Linked DNA regions of Mus musculus: region 1 is linked to region 2. Evidence: chromatin contacts called from public promoter capture Hi-C data. All regions are on one chromosome and are shown on one strand. Each heading gives the region's core, a stretch centred on a gene start, on an enhancer-like site or on the middle of the called end of the contact. The rest is flanking DNA. Distances are from core to core; before and after follow the strand shown. Region 1 holds the start of Xkr6 (X-linked Kx blood group related 6). Region 2 overlaps Fam124a (family with sequence similarity 124, member A).

Region 1 (4,300 bases), core at 1,533-4,032, 1.0 Mb after region 2:
GCCCCCCTTTTCAAAAAAAAACAAAAAACAAAAAACAAAAAAAACCCAAAAAAAACCAAAAGACAAAAAAGATAGAAAGATAAAATTGTTGAGCCAGCAATTACAAAATTGAAATCACTTGCAAAGACTGAATCATGTATCTACCTGAAACTTCAATTTGACACTTTTTGACTCATTGTCTCTTTTGTCAGCCTTAGCGAGTGTGAGTGTAAATTACTTAGCTAATTTCACCTGTAGATGCTATTCTTTCAGAGCACAGAGAAATAAGGATCATAAATATGCCGTTACTGCCTGCTTTTGTATCTCATTTCGTAGTCCCAGATTTAAATAAAGAAAATATATTTAAAAGTACAAATTAATTGCACTTATTTCCTGGAAATATTTCAAAATGCTTTCTTATATTAGTGCCAATAAATTTACTTAATAGGGTTTAACTAGATATATATTGGGGTGATACCAATATAACAGTAACAGTAAGGGCAACAATAACACAGGCAGTTAGTTACCATTTGTTTACTGCCTATGAGGTATCATGTTGGAAGCTTTAAATAGATTATTACTGAGCACAGTTTCAAAGAAAGCATATATTCCATGATATGAAGACATCAACTGAGGTTTAAAGAGATTATCTGGTTTATGTTATTCACATACCACTTTAATGGAACAAGAATTCATGTCTGAGCAACTGTGTGCAACCCATGGTTTAAGATGTTATTTCACTGCTGTTCCTTTTTTCTTTTTGAAAAGATTTATTTTTATGTGCATTTATGTCTGCATGAGGATGCCAGGTCCCCTGAAACTTGGATTAGAGACAGTTGTGAGTTGCCATGTGGGTGTTGAGAAGGGAACCAAGGTCCTCTGGAGGAGCAGCCAGTGCTCTTAACCTGTGAGCCATTTCTCCAGCCCCCAAGGTGTTGTTTCAACTCCAGCAAAGAAACAGTCTTTCACCTATATGCAGAAATAATATTTTACCTGTTAGTGCTGTTTTATTACCATAGAAAGTAAAAGGATTAAACTATAGCAAAAAGTAAAAGATGCAGTTATATGATTTCTTTCACAAAGTAGATTTTAGAATCACTTTCTGTAATGTATGGGTAAAATTCTTTACATAGTTTTTCAGTTTTTATACATTTTATCTTGGCATGATATACTCATGAAAACTTGTGTTCTGCAATAGGGTATTCTCTTCTTTCCCAGTCACTCTAGAAACTGAAGTAGATCCTATAGGGTTAAATGTCATAAGTTGTCAAAGTAGTTTTTTTCTTCAGAACCTCAATGCTATAAACATATTACCTATTTGTCTTGTTAGCATTCCAAAAAAAACAAAACAAAAAACAAAACAAAAAAACCCATTATTGCCATTCTTAGATTACTGAAAAAAATTGGATAAAAACAATCTACAGAGGTTGATGAGAAAATTCCAGTGTTTTCTTTTTCACTTTTTCTTTAAAATACTTCTTTAAAATAACTCATCAATAACAACTAAGTAGTTTGCTGTCTTCCACTGAAAGAGCATTGTAATTCAAATCCATTCAGTGCTGCCTCATTTATACAATTTGTTAGTGAAGCTCAAATACTCTGCACCTATTTTAATGATATAGCACATTAATAACATTTTCACTCATTTAAAGCCATGTTTACTAACAGAGCCTTAGCACCCCCCAAAACACTGGCAAAGACAAGTTTCACACATTCAAATTGCCTGAACAAGTAATTGATACATACAGCTTAAAGCTTTTTTTTTTTTTTTTTTTTTTTTTTTCCCAAATGAAGGTCTTTAGAGAGTTTTAAAATCACGCTAAAACAAACAAAAAAAAGTAGGTAAAAACATGTTTGACTGTGCAGAAAACACTCAAGGTCACAAGATGCCCATTTAGTTCTTGCTACAACAGGAAAGAGGCAACCAGGCTGATTTCTAGCTAAATTTTGCCTAGAATTTTCTTGAGGGAAAGTTGGAAACTTTATTACAAAATATGGGAAAGTTATCAAGTGACAGGAAAATTAGGGGGTCAATAAAGATGAAAGATGTCTAAACAGAAGTGAGAATCAGTAAGTTTGTGGACTCTTATTGACTTATGTCATTATTTTTAGAGCCCCTCAAAATAAGAAACTAACACGGATGAAGGGGGGGTTATCCAGCCAGAGGTGAGACACAGCCATTTTGGTGGGGGGGAGGGGGGTGTCTAACTACACAATGAGGTCATCCTATCTCCCGGAAGTGACAAGTAATCACCTGCTTTTCACTAGCTCCTCCCCTTCCCTCAAAGGTCCCGCCCCTCTGCCCGCAGCCGGGAGGGTGTTAGGGGGCGTTTCTCCCAGAGCAAAGCTGAGAGCTGCGACGCAGAGGAAGGGGACCCCAAAACGTCTGGCACTGCCTCCTCCAGGGAACACTTTGGACCGTCTCACTCAACCCAGCGGGATTCTGAAACGCCGAGGGGTCAACCTGATGGGTTTCGGGGTCAACGGAAGAGGGGACGGGGAGCCCTGGCGGGGAGAACCCCCCGGCCCCCCGCCCAGCAGCTGAGGCACAGGAGGGCGGCCATCTTGGCCGGTAGGGTAGGGCCAGGAGGCTGCGGGCGCCGTGCGATTGGGGGGCTCGCCCGGAAGTGACGCCGCCCGCCCGGAAGCGGAGGGGGTTCCCTGGCCCACTCCCCCCGTTCGTCTGCTCCCCGCTTCCTCCCCGCCCCCCTTCCTCTCCATTCGTTCCCCCCCTCCCCGGTCCCTGCCTTCTCCCCCCACCCGTCCCTCCCCCCCAACCTCCGGAGCTGGGAAGAGAGTCAAGATGGCGGCGAAATCCGATGGCGGTGGCGTGGGGGTGGGCTTCGCCCAGCTGCACAACCTGGACGAGGCGGTGGGCAGCGGCGAGGAGGACGGGGAGCCCGGGGGAGGCGGCTGCGGCGGCGGCGACGGCAGCGAGCCCGGCGAGAGCAGCTCGCTGCACATCTGCCACTGCTGCAACACCTCCTCGTGCTACTGGGGCTGCCGCTCCGCCTGCCTGCGCTCGCTGCTGGGCAAGAAGCCGCGCCGCAGCGCCGCCGCCGCCGACGGGGGGGACCAGCCGCTGCAGCCGCCCGGGGCCGCCGGCCGCCACCCCCCGACGCCCTCGGCCGGCCGACCGCAGCCCGCGTCGCCGCAGGTGGAGCGGCCGTGGCTTGACTGCCTGTGGATCGTGCTCGCGCTGCTGGTGTTCTTCGGGGACGTGGGTACCGACCTGTGGCTGGCCCTCGACTACTACCGCAAGGGGGACTACGGCTGCTTCGGGCTGACCCTGTTCTTCGTGCTGGTGCCGTCGCTGCTGGTGCAGAGCCTGAGCTTCCGCTGGTTCGTGCAGGACTACACGGGCGGCGGGCTAGGCGCCGTGGAGGGGCTCAGCAGCCGGGGACCCCCAATGATGGGGGCCGGCTACGGCCACGGCGCGGCCCGCGGCGGCCCGGGTGCGGGGGGCTCGGCCACCCCGGGGGCGCAGCGTCTGTGCCGCCTCTCCGTGTGGATCTGGCAGTCGGTCATCCACCTGCTGCAGATGGGGCAGGTGTGGAGGTAAGAGCACTGCGGGCTGGGGGCGGGGGCTGCGGCCGCGCGCGGGCCCCTCGGACAGTCTGGGCTAGGTTGAGCCGGGGGTAGCCGTGCGCTGTCTTAGCATCTCGGGACGGTCTATAGGTTGCCTGGCCACGCCTTTTGGCCCGGGGGAGGCCCTAGGTCCTGCTGTTTGTCCATCTCCGTCCCTGGGTTGCACTTGGAGAAGACCCTGCCTCTACCCTCCCGCCTCTCCTCTGCAGACCTCCATCCTGGTTGCCCCCTTTCCCCCCCCCGCTGTGTCCCAAGGTAACTGGCGCTCGTTTGCATCCTGGAGGAGACCTGGCCTCCTTCAGCCGGTTGCACTTGGCCTTCCCCCCTACCCCCATCCTCCCCGAGGGACATTTCCTCCCCCCCCCCACTCCTGTTTTCTCTCTGCAGTGGCCGGTGTGGGGCCCTGTGGAAAAACCCTAGCTGCCTCTCCTTAAAGCACTCCTTCCTTTCACGCCCCTCCTCCTCCTGCAGCCCCAGCCCCTGCAAACACCGCTGCTCCACACCGCTGCCCTCCTTGAAGGAAAAAAAATGACTTTTTTTTTCTTTCCGGAATAGATGTGCCCTTTTCGCAGTGACAGGGAAAAAAAATGAGATGGTATCTAGTGGCAGCAAGCGTTTGCTGTTAACTCTCACCTCTGGAAAATCACTGAGCCACTTGAGCACCTATTTCTGTTTTTAACGGCCAGGCCTCTGTGTGGTTTGTGTTTACATCCAAGATGCAAGCTTGGCCTCA
Region 2 (4,561 bases), core at 1,553-4,052:
CCCCAGTTGCGAATACCCCTGCCTTAGCCTCCCAAGTGCTGGGATTATGGGCATGTGCCCCTACACCAAGCTCCTTGCACTATTTATATCCAACAGAGTAGACACTCAGACGTTTCTAGACAGTTTAAGGAAGCTGAGCGTCATTCAGAACATCCAGCCACAGCTGGGAGTTGTCATTGCTATTATAGTACAAATAGGATGCAGAATCTCAAGGGGTCCGTGGCCTAATGTCCTGCAGCCCATTGTCCTGCAACCCAAGTCTTCAGCATGCTTCTCACCTAGTAACCTCAACTCTCAAGGAACCATTTTATCTGTAAACAGTCCTTATTTTCGTTTGGAGGAAATGCTGCCTTTTCAGACCTACCTTCCTAACATGGGCCAAGACTAAAGGGCAGACTAGTATTCTGTGACAATAGATGTCATTTGGAAGCTGTACTGGAAAATGAGCCTGTGCTTCTGTCTGCTGTTAGGAGAAACTAGCAAGCCATTGATAACATTGGCAAAGTAGCTTATGACACGGAATTTCTTCACAGAGGGACAGGCAGTTCCTCGAAAATACAAATAAAAGCCAGTGCCAGCAATGACTGTCTTCAGTGAGTCTTCAAGACATAGCCTCTACCCTGTCATGTCTAGTATATTTCTTCAGTAGTTTGGTCTGGCGTCGGCACTTCTACCTCTGTGTCAGGTGTTACTGATCTTTAGGCTCATGGCAGTGACGCGCCTTTTAGGGAACTACAACCAATGTCCTCTGCAGCCTAAGAAAAGAGGCAAGAACTGAGGAGTGAGACAGGTATATGGGAGAGAATGGGTACAATAATATTTTCAAATGGGTCAGCATTTTTAAAAAGAAACTCTTATAGGGAATGCAAAATGCCCTTGTAGTATGTCGATATACTACATACAGGAGCACGTCGCTTGTGTCCAAGGCCAGTTAGCTCCGTTACCATGGCATTCAATTTAGTGCTCTGAGAGTAAGTGCAGATGTTCATGATACAGGGAGCCAGGCATGTGCATCAACAGAGGGAGCCATGCATGTGCATCAATAGAGAGAGTCAGGCATGTGCATCAACAGAGGGAGCCATGCATGTCCATCAATAGAGGGAGTCAGTCATGTGCATCAACAGAGGGAGCCAGGCATGTGCATCAACAGAGGGAGCCATGCATGTGCATCAACAGAGGGAGCCAGGCATGTGCATCAATAGAGGGAGCCATGCATGTGCATCAACAGAGGGAGCCATGCATGTGCATCAACAGAGGGAGCCAGGCATGTGCATCAACAGAGGGAGCCATGCATGTGCATCAACAGAGGGAGCCAGGCATGTGCATCAATAGAGGGAGCCATGCATGTGCATCAACAGGAAGGTCAGCTTTACAGAAAGGCCAAGGTTAGTTGTTAGGCCATAGTTTCCTGAAAAAGAGAATTAGAAAGATACTCATTTTTTTTTAACAAAATAAGTATATGTGCAAATTATCTAGTGGACCTCCAGCAGAGGTGAACCATCTCAATTACAAAATGCCTTCCCACATAATCCCAAATGCATGCATCTAACATACAGCCCAGATCATAACTAATTTTTTATTATCACAAATATTAATAAAACAATATTTGGAGTATATATCAGGTATGAGAGAATAATCCTTGTATTAATATATTGCATCTACAGTATATGTTCAAAAATGTTACATCTTAAGACCCTAAGTTCACCTCTAATGCTTCATTCTGGAAGGCTTGCATGTCAAATGCAGAGCTAGCAGGGGACCACTTTGTGATAGGAGACCAATAAACAAAAACCTCAAGTTGTTCCCACCCACTAAATGTTTGGGGAGCACAAAGTCCTTCAAGCAGTCTAGAAAAGTACCTGATTGTTTTCTGAAATTATCTTATTCTATTTCTTCATACAGTTGTCTTAAGCTTTATAGATTGTCTTTCCCTGGCAGTGCCATTAAATAAACTTATTTAGAACTTATTTAGAGTATGAGCTACAGGTTGGAAGTACCTCTGTACTTTATATAATTAGCTTTCTTAGTGCCAGTTTAATGTGTTGTTTCTGCTCTGTCTGGCATCAGAAAGAGTTTAAGGTGCCAATGCCGGGTGTATTGGGTCTGTATTCCCAATCATGGTAATTTCTCTAAGAACAAGAAAGGAAATGCAAAGCTTTATTCATAAATATCTCATCGCGCTGTACTCTGCAAACGTGAACAACCAAGAACAATTGCGCAGTGATTTCCAAAGAGAAGGGCTGAGTGAATTTCGGGGCATCACTTCATCGAAAGCAGGAACCACGGGGGCTGCCAAACAACGCGCTCAGATGGTTTACCAAGAAAAGAGCAGCACTTCAGAGCTGTCATCCTGTCGTTATGGCAACTATGCAAATCACATAAACTCAGAGCCAGAGGCTGCAGAGCAAGGTGAAATTTTAGATGCCTCTTCTGTCTGATTGGTTTGAATGGGAAAAGCTCTGCAGAGCTGGGCACAGGTCACCCTTCATGGAGACAGGGGTTCGTGTTTTAGCTAATGAGCATGGACGCCATTGAAAGTCAGACAGGATCAGAGTGGAGCTGTGCAGGTTGGCTGCTGCATGAAAGAACTGGAGTTCACAAATCTGTCAGAAGCTGGCCAGTCGGCAAGCCTAACCCCATCACTGCCATGAGAGATTAAGGGGGACCCTGTAAAGGAACGTCCTTTATGCTAGTGCTTATCCTAAAATACTACCAAGGCACTTCAAGATTGTTAACTGTGGCTTTGATGTAATATTCATTCTACATTCATATCCATCTGTATCAGATCTTTACAATGCCTGCCTGTGTGAATCTCATCTTTGGCGAGCCCTAGCTGACAAGACTGGCACCTTTTTGCTATAGTAGGCAGAGTCATACACTCCCCCTGTCGGATTTGGATAGTTGTGCAATTTCTGGAAAGTCTGGCCATCCTAAGATGACCGTGGTGTGGAAATGGAAGAGCCTTGATGAAGAGCCTTGCTATTGAATGCTTGCTGGGCATTCTCTGTACTTTATATAATTAGCTTTCTCAGTGTCAGCTTAATGTGTTGTTTCTGCTCTGTCTGGCATCAGAAAGAGTTTAAGGTGCCAATGCCGGGTGCAGAAATCCTGAGTTTCAGGATGTCACCAACCCTGGCTGCTTTCGTTTCCCTCAGCCAACGTGGCACTGTGCTCTCACCCAACCCATCCGTCTTTCTAGCTTGCTCATTTCCCATCCACTCTGCCCAGTGGGTCCAAACCCTTGTCCTTCCTCACTTCTTTCAGGTAGTGCCACTTTCCCTTCCCAGGTGGAAAGTAACCAACCAGCTGGATTTAGAATCACCTAGGAGACATAGCCCCGGACAAGTCGACGAAGATGATACCAGAGAGGTTCAGTTGAGCAGGGAAGACCTCTCCTGCATGTGGGTGGCACCCTCCCACAGGCTGAGGTCCTGGGCTGAATAAAAAGAGAACCAGGAGGAAGTGCTGCACACCAGCTTCCACCTCTCTCTACTTCCTGTTTGCGCACAATCTTTGCTCTTTCCCCCCTCAGACCCTTGCCCCTTAAGTCATTTGTATCAGGTATTTTGTCACCAAAACAGATAATAAAGTAGAATTTGGCACATGCGAGTGCAGTATATCAAGGATCCGTAAATCACTTTAGCAGTTTTTATTCTTCCTGGCTTGAAAGACCAATGATTTTGACTACTGAAGTGTTTCATCTAGAAAAGAAAGCCAATGCCCTTCTCCTTCCATTTTATTTCTTACCAATAAACTGGGGCATCATCTAGTTTGGGCACTGTAGTAATTTTAACACATAAAAGGTAATCTTTTAAAAAGTCTTATGTACAATTTTTAAATGTGGTAAACAGGGTGAAACTGGATGATCAAGCAAGGCAACTGGGGACTGAGGTGAAAAAAAGGGAATATGTACCTATAAAATTAAACTTGATGTAGCAGTTTATTTACATAGCTACATCCCCTAACTCCCAGGCACTGTGAATCCCTCCATACCTAATTAATTTCCTCCTAAGAATGACTTGGGTGTGCAAGGGCATAAACACCTTCTAAACCAAATTCTTTGCCAAAGAGGAAAGTCTTAACAGCCCTGCCCGTGGGGCAGGAACGCGGCCGACTAGGCAGGGCAGGTCCTTGGCAGGATTCCATCTCATAGTGCCTGACTGCCAGCCATGGAGTACGCCACATAAAACTCACACAGATCAATCACTTCTCAACTCTCCTTCCCCATCGCATCCCACATCCTGTGGCTCTGCTACCCAGCAGGCCTAGGAACGGAATCAACTGAGGTGCCCTGTGCTGAGGGTCCCTGCTGCCCTGTGGATGCCCCCCTATTCCCTGGCCAACTTCTATCCTCCTTCCTCAGGGTCCCTCCCATCATGTCTGCAAGGAAGGACCCAGTGGTACTGAGTGAACATTGGGAAAGTGTCCCTTGATGGGAGTGTAACCATTTGGGGAGCTGTGAATTTGTTGAAAACTTGGAGGTTTTCTCACCAGAAAAATATTCAAAAACTTTACAGCAAATTCAGAGGGCCTGAGAATCACATAGAATGACTTGTGGAGC

What was found. Promoter capture Hi-C pulls out the DNA fragments that hold promoters and counts their contacts.
Region 1: a promoter capture Hi-C map of hippocampal neurons shows a contact between it and region 2, with 2.4 times the contacts expected there. The contact joins the promoter of Xkr6 here to the enhancer-like site in region 2. A contact is called at or near these places in 5 of 39 promoter capture datasets (hippocampal neurons, liver, pre-B cells and 1 more).

The regions. Positions count from the first base shown.
Region 1 is chr14:63,603,748-63,608,047 of GRCm38.p6, forward strand. It overlaps Xkr6 (X-linked Kx blood group related 6), which reads left to right and starts at 2,783. Exons shown (of 3, transcript NM_173393.2): 1 at 2,783-3,537. The coding sequence starts at 2,783. Gm15918 (predicted gene 15918) reads right to left here and starts at 3,972. Exons shown (of 2, transcript NR_167937.1): 1 at 3,212-3,972.
Region 2 is chr14:62,559,724-62,564,284 of GRCm38.p6, forward strand. All of the region lies in intron 1 of Fam124a (family with sequence similarity 124, member A), which reads left to right. Among named protein-coding and RNA genes, the nearest start is that of Fam124a, 6.3 kb to the left of the region's middle. Within about 2 kb of position 2,803, at least 36 of the 459 cell types and tissues checked have an H3K27ac peak or open chromatin away from gene starts, as enhancers often do. A contact at or near this core is called in hippocampal neurons, where this site is marked.